Regions from separate parts of the Gossypium hirsutum genome. Here region 1 is linked to region 2. The links are chromatin contacts, called in public Hi-C maps. All regions are on one chromosome and are shown on one strand. Each heading gives the region's core, a stretch centred on a gene start, on an enhancer-like site or on the middle of the called end of the contact. The rest is flanking DNA. Distances are from core to core; before and after follow the strand shown.

Region 1 (5,656 bases), core at 2,417-4,916, 34 kb after region 2:
ATGCGATAACTAGCAAAGACAATTAAGAAAATATATGTCGGAAAGATTATGTAAAATAATGTCACGAGATTTAAGCCTTTGCAGCCTCGCGATTTATCAGCATTGTTGATATAAACCATGGATCAACGACAAGATATATGTCTGCCGGAAAGCTTATGTAAAGGACTAAATGTATTCACCTTCCAAGATTGTCTAAAGATTTAAGCCCCTGCTCGCGATTTATCATATTTTATAGTTTTTGTTTTCAATATCGCAAGAATAAAGGAATGCTTTTATAATTTATTTCCTAACAAAAAATATAAAATAAAAATTTGAGTTGGATTTGGATTTGGGTGATACATAATTATTAGAACTGATTTAGAACCGCAATTAAGCAATTTTGAATAGATTCAATCAAGTCCAAACATGCTGGGATTGGGTGGGTGGGCTGCCAGTCAAAAATCCCATTTTTTTTTTAGCTACAAAATAGAAGTAGTAGTAGCGCAATCTTCTACCATATTTTATCATGCATGTATGCATGACGTGAAGTTTTTGAGGTTGCACTTCAAGTTATCTTGCGATAGCTAAGATAGACGATTTAACAAAACATATGGGAGTGATAGGTTATGTAAGAACATTCGACTCTTCCAATAATTTAATCCTTCTCTCTTCACATATCATATTTATTGTTTTTTTTTTCTTTGTTTGATCGAGCAAGAAAACCTGATTTCTTAACTCTATATAAACTCAAGCCTGGAGGGACTAACTTCACAAACAGAGAGCTTGATAAAGTCCAACCAAATTCAAATTCTCTCTCAAGCTACAACCTTAACTTAGTATCCAAATCAAAGCAACAACAATGGTTCTTTTGTCAGTTGATGAAGCAGATGAAAGGCAACTCAAAGTTACATTCACAGAACCATTCCTTCGTGCTCGTGAGCTGATATTCAGAGATGCCGGTCTTGGGCCATTGACTTTTAGGTGTGCCCAAAGAAGAAACAGAATGATCTTCTCAGGTGCAGATTGGATGAAATACCAACAAAGGTATGGAATTAGAGGTGGCGACACAATCTCCATTGAGGGCATCGTTAACAATCAGTGCGAGACATTTGAAGTGATCAGAGCATGATTGATAAATTGCAAGATATATATATATATATTATGCTATCTACATCTATTAATGCACGCATATTATGGTGGTAAGTTATTACATGGTTCCTATTTCATATTTTAGTTTGTGCTTTGTTTAAGAGTGAATAGATTATTTTTTATAAAAAAATATTATGTTGTAATATGTGTCTTAAAAGTCATTATAATAGTGACAAGTTTAAAGTTTATATAAATTAGAAATGTTGAATTTAAGGGTTCTAAAATTATAACATTTATGGCTTTATATATAAAGGGTACATTAATTTTCTTTATTTAATTATTTTACTTTAATTTATCAAAATTTAATATTTATATTTTATAAATATTGAGATTTTCACTCCAGTCAAATTGTATTGTTAAAATTTCATCTTAAACTTGAAAATCAATATTTAAATTAACGTATTTACCATCTGAATTAATTTCTCATCATTTTTTTTCTAAAATATTGAAATCAAATTCTGATTTTTGAGGTTACTTCTTTATATATTGGTAATCTTTTTTATATCCCTATTCATGGTTTTTCTTTTTCAAATCAATAAAATTTATTTTTTGTTCAATTAAATTTATCGAATTACAAATAAATGTGATTTTATTCATCATATATTTATAATCAATGAATAAAAAAATTAATGAATTAAATTAAAAAAAGTATATGATTATTAATTTAATTACTAAATATAAAATAAATTTGACTCGGATATGGATATATAGTCTGTTCTTTTACATACTGCATGCAAATTTCTATTTTTGAAAAGAAAAATAGATCACGACAAAATCCATGAAACGACACTCAAAAAACATCATGAATACTAAGCCAAGTGTCGCGAACAAAATGCGCACGTTAGATATATTTTCCCTCGCGCCGCCAATTTTGCAGAACCTTTTAATAAAATTCAATAAAAAGTGTTTTCTTGTTTTTTGTCCAGTTCATCAATAAAATATAAAAATAATCATCTTAAAGATTTTTTTACCTAATATTATAAAAAAAATTATACACCAAAATAGGTTGTCAGCCAGATTAATTACGAAAATAGTTTACTTTTTTGGGTCGTGCCTACCTGACAGTCACAACTCATTATTTTATTATTAACTTTTTTTTGTTTTAAAAAATTATTATTATATTATTTTTAATATTTATATTAATATATAGATAAAAATACGAGTTTTACACGGATAAAAAATATCCTAAACGGGTCGAGCCTGTCAGGTAGGCACAACTAATCGTGACTGACAGGCAGGCACAACACCCTGCACATTTCCCTTTTCTTTCTTTGCATTTTACAAAAAATTGGTCTTATATCACTTTTGGTCCCTCTACTAGGCCTAAAATTAAAATTCAATCTTTATACTTGAATTTCTACAACAATATTTGGTTCTATTTTTTATATTTTTTTCCAAATAATTAATATTATTAATTACTCTGATAAAATTTTTGACGTATTTTTTTAAACAAAATATTAGTTTAACAAAACAATGATATGTTAAGTTAGAATAAGTTTTAAATAATAAAATTTCTAACAAAATTGTATTAAAATTTTTGTTAATTACTCTATAAAATTTTTTATTAGTTTAACAAAACAATGATATGTTAAGTTGGAATAAGTTTTAAATAATAAAATTTCTAACAAAATTGTATTAAAATTTTTGTTAATTACTCTGATAAAATTTTTGACGTGTTTTTTTAAACAAAATATTAGTTTAACAAAACAATGATATGTTAAGTTGGAATACATTTTTGTTAGAAATTTTATTATTTTAAAACTTATTACAGCTTAACATATCATTGTTTTGTTAAACTAATATTTTGGTTAAAAAAACACATCAAAAACTTTAACAAAGTAATTAACAATATTAATTATTTGGGAAAAAAATTATAAAAAAATAGGACCAAATATTATTGTAGAAATTCAAGTATAAAGATTGAATTTTAATTTTAGGCCTAGTAGAGGGACCAAAAGTGATATAAGACTAATTTTTTGTAAAATGCAAAGAAAGAAAAGGGTGTTCTGCTTGCCTGTTAGGCACGATTAGTCGTGCCTACCTGACAGGCTCGATCAGTTTCAAGTATTTTTTATCCGTGTAAAACCCGTATTTTTATTCATATATTAATATAAATATTAAAAATAATATAATAATAATTTTTTAAAACAAAAAAAAATTAATAATAAAATAATGGGTTGTGCCTGTCAGGTAGGCACGACCCCAAAAAGTATACCATTTTCGTAATTAATCTGGCTGACAATGCATTTTAGTGTATAATTTTTTTTATATAATATTGGGATAAAAAACCCTCATCTTAAACATAACTTTCTTCACTTATAAAAATAATCAAAGAATAAAAAATAAATTAAAAAAAGTACATATGATTATCTGGTTTAATTAATAAATATAAAATATAGTTTACTTAGATATGGATAATGCATAATTATTGTACTTTATTTATTTAGAGCCGCCATTAAGTCCAGATATGCTGGGTCGGCTGCCAATTCTTCATTTACTTACCGCACGCAATTTTCTAGTTTTGAACATAAAAATTAAGTCAACTCTTAGTCCTATTTAGAGTTAGGACAAAACCTACGTCACCAAACTCAAAAACACCACGTGACTAATCAAAGTGTCGCAAGCAAAATACGTCCCTCAATTTTCCTCATCCTTAGATACTCGCGATTCATAATATAATAGTGCTTTAGCAGCTGTACTAGAAGTCCTTGTCTTAAGCATAACTTGAACCAACTTTCTTGTGTTATTTTCTTTTATCTCATGATCACTAAGCCCTTTCCATCATCATAATAATAATAATAATAAAACAACCTCGCGCAGTTTTAACCTAAAACGATGATAAATGGCTGTCGGTCCAATCAATAAACAGTAGAATGATTACAGTTTTCAAAGGGTGGTACAGTGGTAGCACTACATCTTACGAACAAAGCTGTTCACGTCTACAGCATTTGGGTTAGATAGTGACCTCAAATGAACCCCTACTGTTTACGAAACCCTTTAGCTTTAGACGTGTCCTTTGCCATTCCTAAGTAATTCTTTGGCTATGCTGTGTGTGTTTTTATCCAATAATTATGTTTAGGTACAACCCTTCTAATCATCAATTCAAAGAGGATGTGTATTAATATTATTTTATTTTTACTCAGCTTATTATATAAATATATATTCTTCCTCGCACATGGAGTCGGATACAGGGGTGCTGGCAGTGGTCTTGGCTCCCCTAAAATAAAAAATTTATATTTAAACCCTTAAAATTTTCAATTAGTAAATATAAAATTATACTTTGACCCCCTAAAATAATTAAAATTTAATTTAATCCATTAAAAATTATAAATATATAGACTATAAAAAAATTTAAAATTTCATTCGGCCCCCTAAAAATTTATTCTGACTTCGCCTATGCTCGCACATTCAATTTTTCTTCTTATCAAATTCAATAAAATATATTTTTGTTGTTTTTCTTTTCTGTTAATCAATAAATCAAAATATTTCCCTCTTTTAACAAAAAGTACGTACAAATTAAATTTATAAATATATATTTTTAGAATAATAAACATGTCATGGTTTACTAGTGTCTATATAAACACAAAATAAATAAATCTTAGATGCTTTAGCAGCAGTTCTAGACCACAACTAATAATTCTCCTGTTATTTTCCTTTTCTTATGACCACAACTAATAATTTTCCAACCTAATAAAAAAACAACTTACTTCGGTGTTTGTTTTAACCTAAATGATGATAAAAGGCTGGTGTCCAATATATTTATAAACTATACTATTATATTTCCAAAGGGTAAGTCGCGCAAGGCTTAAGCACAAAATATTCGTAAATTTTAGTTGGATCGACGGCCATCTCGCGTACAAACATGAAGATACAATTAATTGCTTAGATTTACCGATTTTTGGGAAGAAAACGACATGTTGCTCTTATATTATACAGTATGCACTAGAACAGCACAGAGCAAATACTATAAAACCATTCTTGTGGAACAAGTTTAAAAAATCTCATGTTCTTTTAACTACAAAATAGAAGTAGTAGTAGCGCAATCTTCTACCATATTTTATCATGCATGCATGACGTGAGGTCTTTGAGGTTGCACTTCAAGTTATCTTGCGATAGCTAAGATAGCGATTTAAGAAAACATATAGGCCCGACAGATTATGTAAGAACATTCGACTCTTCCAATAACTAATCCTTCTCTCTCCACATATATCATATTTATTTTTTTTTTCTTTGTTTGATCGAGCAAGAAACGCTGATTTCTTAGCTATATATAAGCTTAAGCCTGGAGGGACTAACTTCACAAACAGAGAGCTTGATAGAGTGCAACCAAATTACGATCTCGTAAAGTCTAACAATCAGAGAGCTGAAATGACAGAGATATTCAAAGTGGTACTTGACAAAATAAAGAAAGAAAAGTTGAGGTTTCATCATAATGGCGGCGCACTCCCTAGGGGTTCGAATGATCTGCCTGTGAGAGATGAAAATGGAAGATCATGGAAATTCAACTGCAAGAGTGAAGGAGGCAATT
Region 2 (5,652 bases), core at 2,505-5,004:
GGGTGGAAATCCCCTTCTCAAGCTCATAGTTGTTGATTGGTTCAAAGTCGATAAAGCAACAGATAAAATTGCATTGCATCCAAAGAGTCTAGCTCAGGTATTAAACTGGCTTCGTACTGTTTCCCTTTCTTTGAAGGTGTCAATGTTATGAAAGTCATGTGAAAGTTGCTTCATTCTTAGCAAATTTTCTGCTAGGATTGGTTTCTTTTTGTTATTTACATTTTTCAAATTCTTTCCAGTAATTTCTTTGCAGATTAGCCATGCTAATATAATTTTATGAAATCTTACTATGTGCATTTTACAGTCTCAATTTTGAGTGCTAAAACCTATAAAATGAACTTATGGCTTTCCTGGTTTCACTGTTTTTCATGCTATGGCTTAGCCATTTATATTTCTTTATCTAACAATAAGAAACAAGGCGATTACCAACTTTCAACGCATCTCCCTTACCTTTTCCTTGATTTCGTTAACCCCATATTTCCCAAATCGTCTGTTTCTTGTCCTGTCTTTCTGGTATATCCACACAGCCATTGCAGCATCATCATCTGAACTGCAAACATCTTCTATGTATTATGAGACTTAGCTAAATAGCTATTGAAATGCCTGGCGGATCCATAGATGTAAGAATTTTCTTTCAGTTTGCAGATTTTAATTCGAGAATGGACTGTTTCTACATAGGACAATTTAGCAAATGGTTTGCTACTCCTACAAGCTGCTAGGGACTTTATCATTTGTTTTGGGACAGCCACACTATCTATTCTTGCATCTATGTACTCCTAATGTTGCAGACAAATAGCACATCATATTCTCTATCACACTGAACAAAAATGTTCCTTCACTGTTGGAAAAGGCTGATTCGAGAATATTGGAGGCATCGTGAATGATTTTGCTTGATGGAAAAACATTTTTATGAATTATGACCTAACTGCTATTTTCATTTTCAGTCTGATGCCGGAAAAAATCTTCCATTTATCCTTGTGATTAATCTCGAGGTACGCATGTGGATACATTTTTACCTCCTTTATCTGCATATTTATTTAAACAAAACTGTCAATACATTGGAAATTTTTACAATTGCATAAGATGGTTATGAAAAATGATTTCTATTTTAAAAGCTTAGTCCTGCAGAAAACTAACTATTAAAAGCTCAAAGTTGTTTGCTTAAGACAAATAGGTTTGGGATCATTATTGGTAATGACACTTAAGCCATATTTCTGAACACAAAATGATGTTTTCATATGAAGAAATTCTAATCCTGAAATAGCCATGTAATTAAGTGGATGATACGAAGATTAAAGTTGAAAATTTTTAACAAATTTTATTGTTCTGGATGGTCAATGCAGATCATGCTCTGACCTTCAGATTCACTTCTAGTTTCCACTTTTCTCCCAAACATACCGACTTTGGAGGATACAATGGGAATATTTGTAGCATGGGGAGAATTTTTGTGGAATTAATTTTTAGGTTGCAACAAATTTTACCTTGGTTTTTCAAAGAGGATATATGTTTTGGTTTCTTTTTTCCAGATTCCTGCGAAACCAAACTATAGTTTGGTCCTCTACTATGCTGCTGAAAGGCCAGTGAGGAAAGATTCTTTACTGGAAAAGTTTGCAGATGGAACGGATCAATTTCGTGATGCAAGATTTAAACTGATACCAAGCATTGTTGAGGTATGAAATTGTATATTGTAAACATCTCACCTAGTTGTTATCTATTACTCTAATGCCAGTGAAAAGCTCAGTTGTTTCTAAATGTTCAAAGGGGTATTGGATGGTCAAGCGTGCAGTTGGAACAAAAGCTTGCCTACTTGGGAAAGCTGTTACATGCAAATACTTCAGGCAAGACAATTTTCTGGAGGTAATGCACTTGTGGTTTTGCTATTTTCCTTGCCTCGGTCTTGAGGCCTACATAGTATCAGGATCTATAAAGTCTTTTGATATCTCTATATTGCAGAGCGTGATGATTACATCCATGCTTTCGTTGCATATTTTGATGTTTCGTTTACCAAATGCCACAAATTGATGGGTTTCTCTACAGGTTTGTATCTACATCAAAATTCTCCATCCTTTGTCCTTTCCATTTTATCTACGAATAGAAATCAGCAAGCCAGCCTAGAAGAACTTTGCCTTGGCTAATGGCAAATACAAAATGCAGGACCAAGATCGCGAGCTACCCATTGGAAGCAAACAGTCCTATATCTAGAGGATGTGTTAACCATCTGTGAAGGGGAGACAATAATTGGGAGCATGACTGTTGCACCAAACAAGAAGAATCCCCGAGACGTTGATATAATGGTTAAATATTCATTGAGCGGACGACGTTGTGTGGTTTCGAGAGTTCAATTTTATAAGATGCGCTGATTTTGTTGCAGAGTATTTCATCACCACTACTAGCTGTAGGATACCTTGTTTGCATGTTCCTCAAATGTTTCACCAACATTTTTTTAATTCCTTTTCTACTTTCTTTTTTCTCGAAAGGTTTTCCCTGAGAAAGAAAAACACATAAGATGCATGTACTTCATTAACTCAATCCAACTGTTTTCTTCTCATGTATGCTTCATATTGAGTCTTGTGTTTTCTGCTGATGTGAGGGAGCATATATACAAATGACATTGGATGTATGACATAGGACTAAATAGATTTTGAGCTTTGACAAGCTGCTTATAAGCATTGTTTCTTATAGAAGAAACACATTATTGGAGAAAGCTTTTGAATCTCCCAACTATTGGATTTGGGTTTCTTTTTGACAATTTGTTTATTGTGCTTTTGTTTAGATGATGAGAAAGGAAAGTCAAGAATTATATTTACTCGTTAAGTTAAATGAAGATATTTGTAATTTAAAAAAATAAAAATTCAATATAAATTTAAAATAAGAGTTTAACTAAAATTAAGAGTTAGTGGCAAAATTAATAAAATTTAAATTTTAGTGGTAAAATTCAATAACATAAAAATTAAGTTACAAATTTACTCATTTTTTAAAAAATAACGGAAAATATAAATAAAATAAAGTATAGTGACAAATTTCAATATTTATCTATAGTATGATGATAAATTATATATTTTTATTAACTTATATTTAATAATAATTATGTTAAATTATATTTTATAGTATTATATATTATGATTTTAAAAAATTCATATAAGAATATTTAATATTAAGAATTTTATTAAATCATATATTTTAATTAAAATATATTTAATATTAATTATTTCAAATTATATTTTATAGTATCATATATTATGATTTGAGTAAATTCATATAAGAATATTGATTATTAAGAATTTTATTATAAATTATATATTTTAATTAAAATATATTTAATAATAATTATGTTAAAATATGATTAAATTATTTATTACTGATAATAATAATCTTATTAAAATTTAAATAACAATAACAATAATCATTTACCAAAACAATTTTATGCTAAGGGTATTCTAGTCATTTTAGTTTTTTCCATTATGCTATTACACCTCTATTCCATTCAACCAAACACAAGATTACTATTACGCCTCTATTCCATTACATTCAACCAAACAGTGGATTAGCTATTACACCTCTAATCCAATACACCTCTAATCCCAATACACCTCTAATCCAATACACCTCTAATCCAATACAGCGAACCAAACGCACCCTGAAATTCATCCCTTTTATAATATATTATTTTTAAGTCCATGCCAATATTAATTTCACATGCATAGCCGCAAAAGCACTTTTAAAGTGTTTTACATAAAGTCAGCCAATCATTGGGTCACGACAAAACCTATTACGTGAGACAGCTAACATCATGCTGACATTTTCCCTTATGCCCCTTTGCTGACCCTCTCATAAAATTCGATAAAGTGGCTTTTTGTCACTTAACAAATAGATTAATAATAAATAAATAAATAAATTGATTAAAAACTAGTTAACGGCCATAACCCACGTACATACATTCATAATTCCAAGCATGTTTGGTGTTACGGAAACACAAACCAACTTTATTCAGTTATTTTCTTTATCCACTATAAAGCAATTAACCACCCACAAATTTAAAGTTAAACCAAAATGATGATAAGTGGCAGTCGCTCCAATTAATACAATTTTCAAAGGGTACGTCACCAATATGAAACGAAGTGGTAGCACGATATCTTGCGATCTAAACTTGTGTCGGGCCTCAATGTTTGTGAATTAAATTGATATTGAGACACAATTCATAAATAATTAAGTATGATACTTATCCATTCTAAACATAAAATATTAATTTCAAACATGAATTAATAGATATAAGGAAGTTAGGTTGCTATCCATGTCTTGTAAGTTATGTATGGGGGTACTTAATTTTTTTAAATTTAAGTTATATATGGGGTTGCAAGAATGATATCAATCAAGCCTCTACTTGGTGGCTATGATAATAAAGTGCAACCAAACTATATGGAGTCTTGTAAGGACTAAATAATATAGTTGGAGAGTAGAAATGGTAGAGGTATTTGGTGTCATTCTTGCACGAAAACCATAAATCAAGGTATAGAGGTTTCATCATAATGGCGGAGAAAGACGATGAAGATAATATAATACCCTGAAAGGTTTATGCATGAAAGCATTCAACTTCATAAGACTATCGAAAGATTTAAGCCTCAGCTCACGATATATCATATATATATATTTTTTTATCGCAAGGTTATAATGATGACGGAATGTTTCTATTTATATTATGAATTTTCATTTATTTATTTGATTGTAACTCACTGAATCATCAACTAAAGTATTAAAATGATGAGTAACATCACATCAGAATAGCAAGCTATTCGCCCTATGTTTGAAATAAAATTAATTAAAAAATATAAAATAAAATTTGAGTCTGAATTTGGAAAGATTCAATCAAGTCCAAAGATGCTGGAGATCGGCTGCCAATCATTCATTTTCGTACCGCCATGCATCTCTTTCTAGTTGTCTACATTTTTAGCCTATGGCGCAATAAGCTAAACACATCCTCAAACTTGCCGGGTCTTACGAAAACACAAACCAATACTTCATTCTGGTTTTTTCTTTCATCTTATCCACCAACCATTTCGCAACATTCTAAGACAATATTAACCTCGTGCAGTTTTAACCTAAAATGATGACAAATGACGGTCGGTCCAATTAACAGCAGAGTGGTAGCACAACATCGTGCGAACTAAATTAATCTTTTCTGTCTAAGAAATAAACAAAACATTTTATTAATTATTTATCATTTAGGTCAAAAGTTTATGGATCCCAAACTCTATATATAGCAAGGGTTCTTCATATTGTTTCATCATCTTCATTTTGCACAAAAAAAAAATAAATAAATATTTCAAATTCTCTTAGTATCCAAATCAAAGCCTCAACAATGGTTCGTTTTTCAGTTGATGAAGTTCATGAAAAGAAACTCACAGTTACATGCACAGAGAGTTCCAATCCATTCGAAGAGTTGCCCGAAGGTGAAGGTCGCCTGGAGGCCGAGTGTGGCCATATTGGGTCGTTTAAGTTCAAGTATTCCAAATTCGGAAACAGAATGGTGTTTTCAGGTAATGATTGGAGGAAATTCCGCAATCAAGTTGTTGCCGGTGGCACCATCCACATTGAGAGGCTCTCTAAAACAAAGTTCGGGTTTGAAGTGCAAACATGATAGATGAATAGCAAGAT

Evidence for each region. Hi-C and Micro-C count contacts between places; a contact is called where the count stands out from the background.
Region 1: a Hi-C map of callus shows a contact between it and region 2, with 1.5 times the contacts expected there. The contact joins two enhancer-like sites. A contact is called at or near these places in 3 of 34 Hi-C or Micro-C datasets (callus and leaf).

Annotation. Positions count from the first base shown.
Region 1 is chrA03:113,377,790-113,383,445 of Gossypium_hirsutum_v2.1, forward strand. No RefSeq gene overlaps it. Among protein-coding and RNA genes, the nearest start is that of LOC121218516, 19 kb to the right of the region's middle. Within about 2 kb of position 3,667, at least 3 of the 9 cell types and tissues checked have an H3K27ac peak or open chromatin away from gene starts, as enhancers often do.
Region 2 is chrA03:113,343,822-113,349,473 of Gossypium_hirsutum_v2.1, forward strand. It overlaps LOC107938848 (protein ENHANCED DISEASE RESISTANCE 2), which reads left to right. Exons shown (of 5, transcript XM_041103557.1): 1 at 1-97; 2 at 945-992; 3 at 1,527-1,670; 4 at 1,762-1,857; 5 at 2,155-2,749. The coding sequence ends at 2,202. Among protein-coding and RNA genes, the nearest start is that of LOC107938848, 2.8 kb to the left of the region's middle. Within about 2 kb of position 3,755, at least 1 of the 9 cell types and tissues checked has an H3K27ac peak or open chromatin away from gene starts, as enhancers often do.